2 separate regions of the Anas platyrhynchos genome follow, and region 2 is linked to region 1. A link is a contact called in public Hi-C data. All regions are on one chromosome and are shown on one strand. The core of a region is the stretch at or near the end of the contact, and the rest is flanking DNA. Distances in the headings are between cores, read along the strand shown.

Region 1 (5,594 bases), core at 1,798-4,297:
TAGAAGTTGCAATAACAAACTTCTGGTGGGCTCTGCGCAGAGGGACGCGATTGATGACCAGGGGTCCTAAAGGCACAAGACAGACAGGATAACAGGTTAGCTTTTCTGGCAACAGCCACCACTTGTAAGTTGCATTTTTGTGGTGTGTGAGATGCTTACAGCTAAAAAAGAAGTCAACAAAACCCTTCTCTGCAGCCTCTAGAGAAGTCAAGGCTGCTTCCCAATCTCTTCCAGACATTACAGCTTCATTATCTCCCACTCACCTCCCAGCAAAGTCACAAAATCTGACTCCTTGTAGGTACACGAGCAGGTAACACACCACGCCATCTGCGTGCAGCTCACAAACACTAGTAACCCCAGAGACACACCTGGACCAAACCCCCCACTTTTTATTTTTACCTGTAACAAGCAACAGGCCAGTAGAAAGCTGCTTCAGGAAGACAACACGCTGAAAAGAGATGAGATGACGTTAGTCCTCTGGTCCCAGCGTTACTTCTTTGACACCTGGAAAATACTGCAGCCAAACTGGGATCCTGTCCGTGCTCAGCCCATGCTGCTGCTACATGTGTTGACGAAGTAGCCACAGATGCAACTGTGCTACTTGAGAAGTAGCCACCACACGACCTGAGCTACCAATGTTTGTCAGAGTACAGCTTTGCTGGTATCACCACATAATAATGAAATGAATTCAAAAAAACTAATTCCTCCTAACAGCTAGCCAAAGTTTTGGTCTCACTGCAACAGGAACATGAACAGGCATCAGCCCTGCTATTCCGCAGCGCCAAATTAGCATGACATGGATCTACACTTTTTAAAATTGCAGCAGGACTCCCTTCATCTTGTATAAACAACTGGATTGGCCTGTTTTACTTCTAGCTCTGTGTAGAAGGCGATTAGTTATAAGACTTTTTCTCTTAAAGGCAGGAGGGGAGAAAGCCATCTACACAGAACACACAGAACACAATCGGGTTTGCAGATTCACAGCTGGTGGCTGAGCAGTGCCCCAAGACACCAGCTGGTCATCCAGGATGACCTGGTCAAAATGTTTTCAGCACAGAAGTGCTGCAAAGCTGCTGTGTGAGCCAACGCAGACAGAATACAAGAACGGTCCCCTTTACCTTGCCCCTGTGACGACCAGTCAGAAGGATAAGAACAGTTCCTGGAGTAATCGAGGCCCGCAGCTTCCTCTTGTGTTGGCAAAAGGGTTTTTTGCCATGACTCAAAAGTTTGCGAGGGACGTCTTCAGTTGGGTAGTATCTGGGCTAGAAGAAGAGGAAGAAAAACGTTTTACCGACCAGTATTCCATGAAATAGACTCTAAAACGTAGTTAAAGCTTTCTTTCTTCTCGAAGAGATACTGTTTTCTCTAAAGATGATCTAAGAAAGTTTTTACTGCAACCAGCTCTTCAGGAACAGTCTATAACAGTGTTTGCTACACAACGATGCACCTACAGAAGCTGAGACTGGATCTGTATTTCTGAGCATACCTCCAGTTCAGCACAGCAATTCACCTGGCAGAGAATATCCCACTTTTGCCTGCTAAATCACAAGCATCTCCCCGGAGAACCACCCAGAGAACTCCCCAGAGAAGTCAATGGACTTGTAACAAGCAGATAACTGCACACAGCTCAGCGATACACGGCGTGGGTTGGGAGTTCTGCTGGCTGCAGTCAGGCTGCTGCACGACCTCGATCAGGAGGCACAGCCTCTAGCCAAAAGTTAGGTGCTGCAGCCCCACACCACCTCAGCTTTTTCTTACCATTTTGCGGACTTTAACCACACGGCTGCCCCCATTCTTGTCTCCGCCAACTGGCTTGCTGAGAGTTGCTCGAGGCTTTTCTTTCTTTTTCTTTTCTATCTGTAAGCAAGTAAAATAGAAAGTAAATGAGATTTCAAACTGAAGTCACCACAAAAAGTTGTCAGACAGCACGACTACTTAAACGCAGCATTTACCATCACTATACCTTTGTTTCTGGAGCAGTGTACTTGCGCTTGTACAGTGCTTTCCTGGCATACATGGCTGACCGGGAGTATTTCCCAATACCCCGAGCCAAGACAGGGTTGCGGCTGGAATGCTTCTTACGCTTCTTCATCTTGTTGCCCGTTTTCTCCTGGCCTGGCTTCTTCTCTCCTGCCTTCTGGGCCGGCTTCTTCTCACCCGCCATCTGTGGATGCGAACAGAGCAACAAACACACATTACTAGATGCACGGAGCAACGTTTGAGATGCTAAAACCGATAGAAAGAATCACAAATCAAGCCTTTGCACCAGCCTAGTGGTTCTTAGACACTTCCTACAGCCAGTGCAAACAGGAACACTGCAGAGCTGAAGCCCACCCCAGGCACTGCTCACCCGCACAGAACGCTGCTTGGGACCGCTGCGAGATGCCTCAACACCTCACCACGGGGCACCCAGGAGACTGCAGACGCACAGCACCCGAAACTCAGGACCCCTACACCCCTGCTGGGCTTCCTGAGCCCCGCCACGCCTCAGAGCTCCGCTGCCGCTCCCCTGCCGCCAGCCCGGCGCTGCTCAGCGCCCCCAGCCCGGAGCCGAGCCAGGCCCCGACCCCCTGCTAGGCCCCGGGAGGCTCCATCCGCGGCCCCCTCGCTCCTCCGCGGCCCATCCGCGACCCACCCGCCTCCTCCCGCTCCCCTCTCCCCTCCTCAACCCTCCCTGATCCCCATCGCAGCGCCCCGCGGCCGGATGGCGGCGGATGGCGGCCGCCGGGGCCCTGCGCTGAGCAGCACCGCTCCGCCATCTTACCTTCCGGGGAGCCAAAGGGGCCCACTTCCGGCCCCCCTCCCCCCTCTAAACCCAGCGCCGCGCCTGACGTCACCGCGCCGGCCGCAAGGCACGCTGGGACTTGTAGTTTTTCCACAGGGGGGGTCCCTATGGGATAGGAGGGACCCCTCCCTCCCCCCCTCCCCCGTTACCTCAGCGCGGGGGGTCCCCGGTTCCCCGTAGCCACCGGGAAAGGGAGGGGGGGGCGGACACCGTCAGGGCCCCCCTGGCCGTGAGGAGGGGGCGGCGTCGCGCGGCGATGTCGCGGCCGTGACGCAGGGCGGGCCGCGCCGCGCTGTGCGGGGCCTGAGGCCGCCGGCGGTCGAGAAGGGGGGAAAAAAAAAAAGGGGGGGGGGGGGAGAAAAAAACAACGAGGGGAGACCCCGGGGAAGGGGCGTGAGGAAGGGGGGGGGGCACCCGGGGAGGGGTCGATGTGAGAAGCAGGGAGGGGGAGAGGCCGCGGCCCCGGCTCCCGGCGGGCACCATGACATCGCGGAGGTGAGCGGGGGGCTTTTTTTGGGGGCTTTTTGGGTTTTTTGTTTTTTTTTTTGGGGGTGTCGAGGTCCCGTTGTACCCTCCTCACGCTGAGGTATAGGGGTGGGGGCGATGCTGGCCGTGAGGGGGGCGGTTTGAGGGGAAAAACCCGGCCCGCGATGTCGGGGGCTCCCCTCAGGCCTCCTCAGGGGCTGGGGTTTTGGGGAGCCCCCTGTGGGGACAGGGCTCGGGCCCCGGCACCCTTCTGGGGCCCTTTGGACCCGTGATGTGGCGGGGTTGTGCTGGGGGGGGTTGGTTTGCAGCCCACGGGCGGTCAGGGTGAGGGCTGGGGTCCCACAGCAACACCTCGGGGTGTTTTGGGGGTCGTGCCCCCCTCACACACCGGCTGCATCCCTATGGGACCCCCCCCCTCCAGCCGTCTGGAGGCCAGGGGCGATGCTCGGGAGCTCAGATTTTAATTGGTAAGCCAGGCCGAGAAATTATTAAGGTTATAAAGCGAGGAGCCTAAAAATAGGGGTAATTAAAGCGCCGCTCCCCACCTCCGTGGCGCTGCGGCGGTGACAGCTGAGGCCCAGCACCGCTCTCATCGCCCCTGCTGTGGAGGTGCTTGGCAAAGCCCTGTCGTGGCATGGAAAAACGAATTGATCTTCTCCTTTTCTTGGCCTCTTCGGTGTGCTGGGAGCAGCCTGTTGGCACTTATAAAACACCGATTCTGCTGAGCTTTCCCTGGCTGTGCGAAATGCACCCTTGCTAAATAATAATAAAAAAGTCGCAAGGCTGCGTTTTCAACCACGTCAAGGCTTTCAGCAAAAGGTTCCTTGCTTAGCCGATGCCCCTGTGCTTTTGTAAGTGAGACCCCGGCTATTTTAGCTTTTCTGCCAGTATTTCAGTCTCGCTGTAAGCTCATCAGGGACTTGGGTGTGCTGCTGAACGCCCCCCACCAGAGCTGCTGCGGGGAGCATGCCCTGCACAGCGAGGGCACTCGGTTTAATCAGAGCATGGGATCGCGTGTGCGTGTTGCTTTCTTCATCGTGCTTCTTAGCAGGGGTGGCCTTTGCTTGGGATAGCCTCTGCACCTGCTCGCAATAGAGGTTGAAGAAGGAAAGAAGAAAAGAAGAGGCTGAAATGCATTCCATCCCTATAAAAGGAAGCGTGAGAGAAGGTCCCCCGTGGGGGTTGTGTTACCGGGATCTGTGCCCGCAGCCCCCTTGCTCGCTCTGCCAGCTTTGGAGGGGATGCGGCCACCGAGGTTCAAAAGCACACATGTGATGGCAGGACTTCAATGGAGGGATCTTGATCGCCGGGCCGGAACCGTTTAACCGAGATCGCTAACACCCCCATTTTTCTATTTGGGGTGGCTGACAAATGCATCTTCCTACTCAAAGCCAAAAATACAAGGATGAGAGAGCAGGGGAACAAGTTGCCATCAGAACAAAAGTTACATAAAGTGCAGTAAGCGCCTCGCTCACCCAGATGTAGCTTTCCTTTTGCTGCACTTCGTAACTTTTTGCCACCTTGGGCAGGAGCATCTGTGTGTGGGGTGACGTTTTTGTTAAACAGCCTCAGGGTTTTAACCTATCTTTTAAGCACAAGTTGCTTTTAGTCCCTTCTGTTTATCAAGTTACGATTTTTCAGTTATTTAATGTTTTGAGCAGCTTGTGTGCAGTTACTTCCAGGTGCACAAAGGTTTAGGGTGAGAGACAGAAGATAAATTAATTGAGCTTCATGAATTGTCACAGCAGAATAAATCTGTAAGGTAGATTCCAGTAATTTCTCCTCTTCGTGTTTATGCAATTTTGGATGTAAATTTAAAAACACACGGAGGTGTCTCTTGAATCCTGTGTGCATTTAAAATGACTGTTCAAAATATTCTCTTGCCTTTGTTGGTGTTTTTCCCTAATGGAAGTAAAATTCTGGGGCTGGAAGCGTGGCAAATAGGTTATCAGCTCTTTGAGTCCAACTGTTGTATTCTAAAATACATTACTTAATGGTCAGTTCGTGCTAGGTGCTGTTGCTTGCACGGTTTCTCTTGTGATACCGTGTGAAAACAACTTTTCTGGACCTTGAAATAGTCATTAGATAAATGTAGGATTACTTAACTGATTCGTTCTCATTTGCTTTAATAACGTGGAAGTATTTTTTCATATATTCTTTTCAAGAGCCATGGTGCATAGGTTTGGTTTTCTTAGAGATACGGTGGTATTCACTAGATTTTCTTAGTGCAAGCAGGATATCTTTAATGAGAAAAAGGCAAGATGAACGAGAGGGATCGTTTAGTTTTGAAATGAAATTGGTGCACAGGTAATCCAAATTCCCA
Region 2 (5,594 bases), core at 1,684-4,183, 82 kb before region 1:
CAGACCATCAGCTTTTGTTACAGGCTCATCCTAGTCTGTCTGCCCCGCAGTGCTGGTGGAATACATTGCTTTTTTGTTTAATATGCAGGACTGGTGCAGTTCATCACTGCTGCTTAAGGAAAACAAAACAATACTGATGCTCTTTGATAAGAATATTCTATACAAAAGTTTTTTTGAAATGGCATAGTTCTTATAGTATTGAAATAAAAGTATTTAGAACCAGAAATTGTCTGTTGAACACTACTTTTAGATTTCCAGAGGTTAATTGCTATTTGAAATAGGGGCAGCAGCTCTTTCAGCCCTTAAATTCAATGACAAATATTGAGTAAAGCTCAATAAAACAGAGATGGAATTAAGATTTAATACATAAGGAAAAAAAAGTAATTTCATTATTCCTCTCTGGAACAAGCCCTGCTGCTGTTATTCCCTGAAACCTGTGAAATCTTAAGAACTTCTTTGGGACAAAGGGGTGTCCAAGTACAGGGCAGTGTGCCATACACACCACCACAGTGTAACGCAAGCAGAAGGTTCTTCTCTGACACCTTCCATGGGGAAAGATCCTCCTCTGCTTGTCAGTCCGGCAGGTTTTGCCAAAGAAGCTGCAGTTCCTCATACCTTGAGAAACTCCAGGTTGATGTATGGAAGCCCACACGTCCTCAGCTCCATCTCGAGGGGGGTCAGCGTAGTCAGAAGCTGCAGGGGAATGATAGAGCCAAGCCCTGCACGCACTGCAGTCATGCACTCTGGAGTTTGCAGCTCACGCATCCTCAAGCTCCTGATTGCAGTTGCATAAACATCCTTGTTCTCCCACCTGCAAGGGCAGAGATTCAAGACAAGAAAGGAGAGTGCTTAGGAACCCACCTGTGCTATCCCGGAACTGTTACTTACAGGAGGGTTTTATGGAGAGGTTGGTTTTGAATAATTGACTCTGAGCGTTTAGCTATTTACATTCTTATGCCTCCCAATTCAAGTCCACTTCAGCTTTCTCCTCTCTCACACTCACGTCACCCATTTCTCACAAGCCTTGTAACTGTGGGTGTTTACTTAAGCCGCAGGCAGTCGATAAGCACTGCTCCTCAGCCATCTATTTCTTACAGAACAAAAACAACAAGTAGTGCCAGAGATCCCAAGTTCCTGCCAACAAACGTGAAGTGTTCCCAGCTTGTTCTAGCCTTCAGCTGGTTACAAAAGCTTCTTGGGAGAGCTTGGCTCTGGGAAAATTATTCCAGAGATGCTTCTCTTGCACGTAACCCACTGCAACATCCTGCCAAGGAAGCTGTTACTCACCCCACTGGAACGTGCCTGCCTCTGGGACAAAGCTCCACTTCTTCCCCCGTCATGGTCAGGTAGGTGAATTTGCAGCATGGCTTATTAGGGCAGTCAGGGCTCTCTGTCGCTAGATGCTGAGAAGCAATTTCTGCACACAGAGCTTCCAGTTCAGTCTCATCATTTATCTACCACAAAAGACAGGAACAGTACCCGATGACCAACATGTCACAGCATCTCGTCCCTGTGACTCAGGTGAGGTATCAGCACGGTGTATGAGGTGCACTGATTATATCGCCTGGAGACATCACTGACACCAACAGGCAGTAACTGCTTTGGTTCGTTACTGCCTGGTTTAGTGGTGTGGAGTGTCAGTAAACGTTTCAGAAGTCTGCTGAATAGTCCTGCTGCACCTGGCAGATTGATTTGTAAAAGCTGCTCATCAGGATGTAAAATCCTGCACACAAAATAAACTGAAACACTTTGTGACCCTGCTCAAGTGACTGCGAGCAGCGAAGTTGACCACTACCAGTCAGTAAACGTAGCTGTTGGTGGAACACCGTGCTTATGGGGGAAGCCCTGAAGAAAAGAGAAAAAAAATTGCTTACATTTTCAAATTTTTTTACATAGTTGTAGGTGAGGATGTCAGCTTCCTGGAGATCAACATCAGGATCCAGTGGCTCTCCTACCAGGGTCTTCCAGAACGAGGGCAGGAGGTCAAGTGGCAGGGGAACATCTGCTCGAATTGCAATACCCAAAAGCTGCCCAAAGAAGTGAAATAGCTGCTCCTCTGCATAGGTTATAGGGCTCGGCGTCAAAATGTACTTCCCCTTTAGGAAAAAAAATAAAAAATGAGTATACAAACCAACATTTAACAATTGATGCATACCCTGCAGGCCCACAAATTAACATGATTGTGAAAATACTGGTTTGAACAAGACGAATACCACTGAATAGTCTAAGAGAGGATTTGCTCAGTTGAAAGGGACCTCACTCCAACCCCCTGCCACAGGCAGGCGTGCCACTGACTAGATCAGGATGGCCAAGACCCCATTCAACCTGGCATTGAACACATGCATTCATGGAAGGAAAGGCAACTTCATTTCTTGCACTGAGACACCACACCTTGTTCTTATTGACTGCAGAGCTTGGGCACAGCAGGAGAAGGGAGAGTGAGGAGCTCTGTAACTCTTTACAGACTTGCCAAAGAAAGTGACGGAAAGATCCACCTGCAAGAGAGAGGGACAAAATAATGAAGTGCTCTCTCAGGCTTGTAACCATTGCCATTTAATTCAGAATTTGCTGTTCTCCTTGAAATCATGTTTCAAGCTTTAGATTACATGCTTAACCTCTCTGACTGCACAGGCTTTAACAATGGTGGCGTAGATGCCAGCCCTGCCAGCCTATTATTCATGCTCAAGTTCAATTTTAATAGTTTAATTACATGCAAAGATATTCATTGAATTGCCTCCTGCTGAATCCCGAAATGCTGCTTTGTCTTCCAGCACTTTGTGTGTAAGACTAGCACGAACACTTGTTACACCAGTTGGCCTGCAAATGGAATTCATAACTCGATTAGAAGATGACGGGTGCTGTCTTCATAACAACAGGGTCCTGCAGGCAGCACATTTCCACAGCTAAAAGCAGCGAGGCAAAGTATTAGAAGTCACTGTAAATACTAAGCCGTGGAAGCAGCATTTATCTCTTCAGAGATATTGTCAGTAACAACCATGGACCTTCAAAAGAAAACTACCCTTGAGAGAAGGCATTAGGCGACGCTTTGTTCAGTAATAGGTACAAAAGTTCACAAAAAGTTAGCTAAGTTGTATGCTCACACAATTCCCTGTTTTATTAAAAGATGTAAATAAATCGGCTTGCTTAATTACTGGAAGATTCTTTTTTTTCCATCTGCAGAGCTACAAACACCACAAAGGTTGCGCTGCTCCTTAAAGTTAAGGAGCCACATTCTGGTGGAAACTGGGGTTCCACTTGGAGTAAATTCTCACAACTGTTGCCAGTGTCACCCATGTGTGAACTCTTTAATCCTGACTTACTTGTTCCATGAACCTCCTCCCCTGTGAACCGAATGTTGAAGGCGTACGTAGGGTCTCCACCACTGGCGAGTTTAACACAGAGCTGTGAGGATGGCACGCAGGCTAGCTGCCTTGCTGCCTGGCAGAAATAGGAATTTTCTGAAGAACGGATTTCCCCTGTTGAAAAATATAGGAATATAAAATTCCCATACTCGGTATTTTGCAGTAACAACATATCTGAGCTTTGTTAAGACAGATCTGACATGTTACAATGTTAAAAATGACTTTTGAAGAGGATAAATGTTTCCCTTACCTCCAACTATTTCCAGGGGATCCAGGGTGATTTCTGGGGCCGCATGATCTGCAGTTCTTTGGACAGTGGCATTCAGCACTCTGTTCATTACAGTTACTTTTGTGTCATAAAAGATTAAACCTAAATAAAGAAATGCATATTTTGCATATTTCGCATATTTCAATTGTAATCTACCCTTCTACAATCTTGCTTTCTGAAAATCTTCAGTAGCCAATGATCTCCATTCGGTATCTAAGAAATGGCTAATACACATTTTCAAATTTATTTGAAAGCATTTGCTACTGATGCTTACTAGAAGAGGTGCACTGGATTAGGACACTGATGAACACATTTCTACTGTTATAGAAATAGATCCTAGCAACTCCACCAGAAATCCTGTTAATCAGAAACACTGCCAAATAGCTTTCAGAAATTAGAAATGTTTTGACAGTAATGCTGGAGGAAAGAAAACAAGATAAAAAGTAGTGCTGTCACATTGCCTTTATGGAGAGCCCAGATTTATGGGGGAAAGAACTCTGATGAACACTCCTCACTTCTCCATACCAGGTTCCCAAGCTTTTTCCTTTTTTTTAGCTGGGCCAAAACAAAAGCCTTTGCATGCTGACACCTTTGGTGAATTTTGTATCTTCTCCTTTTTCAAATTAAAACAAATTATAGCAAGTTCTTGCATGAATCATCCCCCTTACACTACTTCCCACCTTTAAAAAAGGAAACCAATAAAAAACTAAGAAGTGCCCTTGGGTTTATGCCATTTTGGACATGTGACAGCTTATCAGGCTGAGAATACGACCAATAATCCAGTGTTTGTGCACTGAAATCACCACCTCGCATTCCCTCTCCCCTCCATATCATCATTTCTGTCACACGTTTACATGCATCCAGGTTTTTTGCAAAACATATTAAGTAGTTCACCATGGTACATAGCACAGCCTTTCAGGCAACAGCCATTCTCCCCGAGAAACTGACCTTTGGCCTCTTGCAGCAAGGCAGCAATACTGTTACTGTACATCTCGGTCTGCCGAAGCTCCACCAGCGGTAGGAAGAACGTCTCTAATGTTGTATTGAGAGACTGCAGCAGTGCAAACCGCAGGCGTAGACTTTCAACAGGAACATCTGAAGTGGGAAAGATTCAGTCAGAGATAAAGATGTCCCCTACCTGCTGTAACATCCATCCTCCCAGTGGATTCAGTCCAGGAGCCACGGGAGCTTCCTTCGAAAGCAGCCCCTCCTGACCCCTGCACATCAAAAGGGCTGACAGCACAAGAACAGCAGTGAACCACGACTTCCCTTCCTGGATGTTAAACTCCTGGGTATCTGAGTCCACTGTCTTTCATCATCATCAAATTTCCATTCATGTGGAAAAGCTCTTAAAAGTAACTTCATGCTTCAAACAGATTTAGGTGACTAAAGTCTCCCTAGGTCCAGAATTGAAATCCAACCATTCTTTCCTCCTTCAAGCTGAAAGATTGAAGCCTGTTATAGCCTGGAAGGTGTGCCTGGAGAGCACAGAACAGTTACAGTGCATTTCTAGAGACCTGGACTCCGTGTTCCCCATAGTACGCATCTCCAAAGGAACGTCCCAGATGTCTGGGACAAAAGCACCAAAGCGAAAGCACCCTATCATAAGCACCAAAGCAAAAGTCAGTTGTAACCCTGTGTTCAGTCACTTCAAGCTTGGAATATCTCTCTGCTCAGTAAACAGACCTGAGAAAACTAATCTCATGTGAAACCAGGGAGCCTGGATATCCCTGGGAGCCTCTCTTCAAAAGATTCAGCAGTTCCAGCAGGTGCCTTTCCTGGCAAACCCATAAACAGCATAGAAATAAGAACACAAAGCAAGAACACAGAAATAAGAACACTACAAAGCAATTCTAAATGCTATAATCTGCACATACTTAACAGACAGGAAATTCTGGGATCTGCTGCATCAGCTGGATCCAAATAGACTTCATGGGGATGGAGCCGTGCTGGTGTAATCGCAA

Evidence for each region. Hi-C and Micro-C count contacts between places; a contact is called where the count stands out from the background.
Region 2: a Hi-C map of F1 follicle shows a contact between it and region 1, with 4 times the contacts expected there. The contact joins the enhancer-like site here to the promoter of RPL6 in region 1. A contact is called at or near these places in 4 of 8 Hi-C or Micro-C datasets (F1 follicle, F5 follicle, liver and 1 more).

The regions. Positions count from the first base shown.
Region 1 is chr16:1,936,089-1,941,682 of IASCAAS_PekinDuck_T2T, reverse strand. RPL6 (ribosomal protein L6) reads right to left here and starts at 3,047. Exons shown (of 7, transcript XM_072024160.1): 1 at 2,935-3,047; 2 at 1,964-2,164; 3 at 1,759-1,857; 4 at 1,119-1,262; 5 at 400-448; 6 at 1-66. The coding sequence starts at 2,164. It overlaps PTPN11 (protein tyrosine phosphatase non-receptor type 11), which reads left to right and starts at 3,058. Exons shown (of 16, transcript XM_038187295.2): 1 at 3,058-3,280. The coding sequence starts at 3,267.
Region 2 is chr16:2,018,165-2,023,758 of IASCAAS_PekinDuck_T2T, reverse strand. It overlaps HECTD4 (HECT domain E3 ubiquitin protein ligase 4), which reads right to left. Exons shown (of 76, transcript XM_038187302.2): 67 at 5,508-5,594; 68 at 4,579-4,725; 69 at 3,613-3,732; 70 at 3,321-3,476; 71 at 2,392-2,495; 72 at 1,875-2,096; 73 at 1,288-1,454; 74 at 616-811. Among named protein-coding and RNA genes, the nearest start is that of TRAFD1, 18 kb to the left of the region's middle. Within about 2 kb of position 2,933, at least 3 of the 8 cell types and tissues checked have an H3K27ac peak or open chromatin away from gene starts, as enhancers often do. A contact at or near this core is called in F1 follicle, where this site is marked.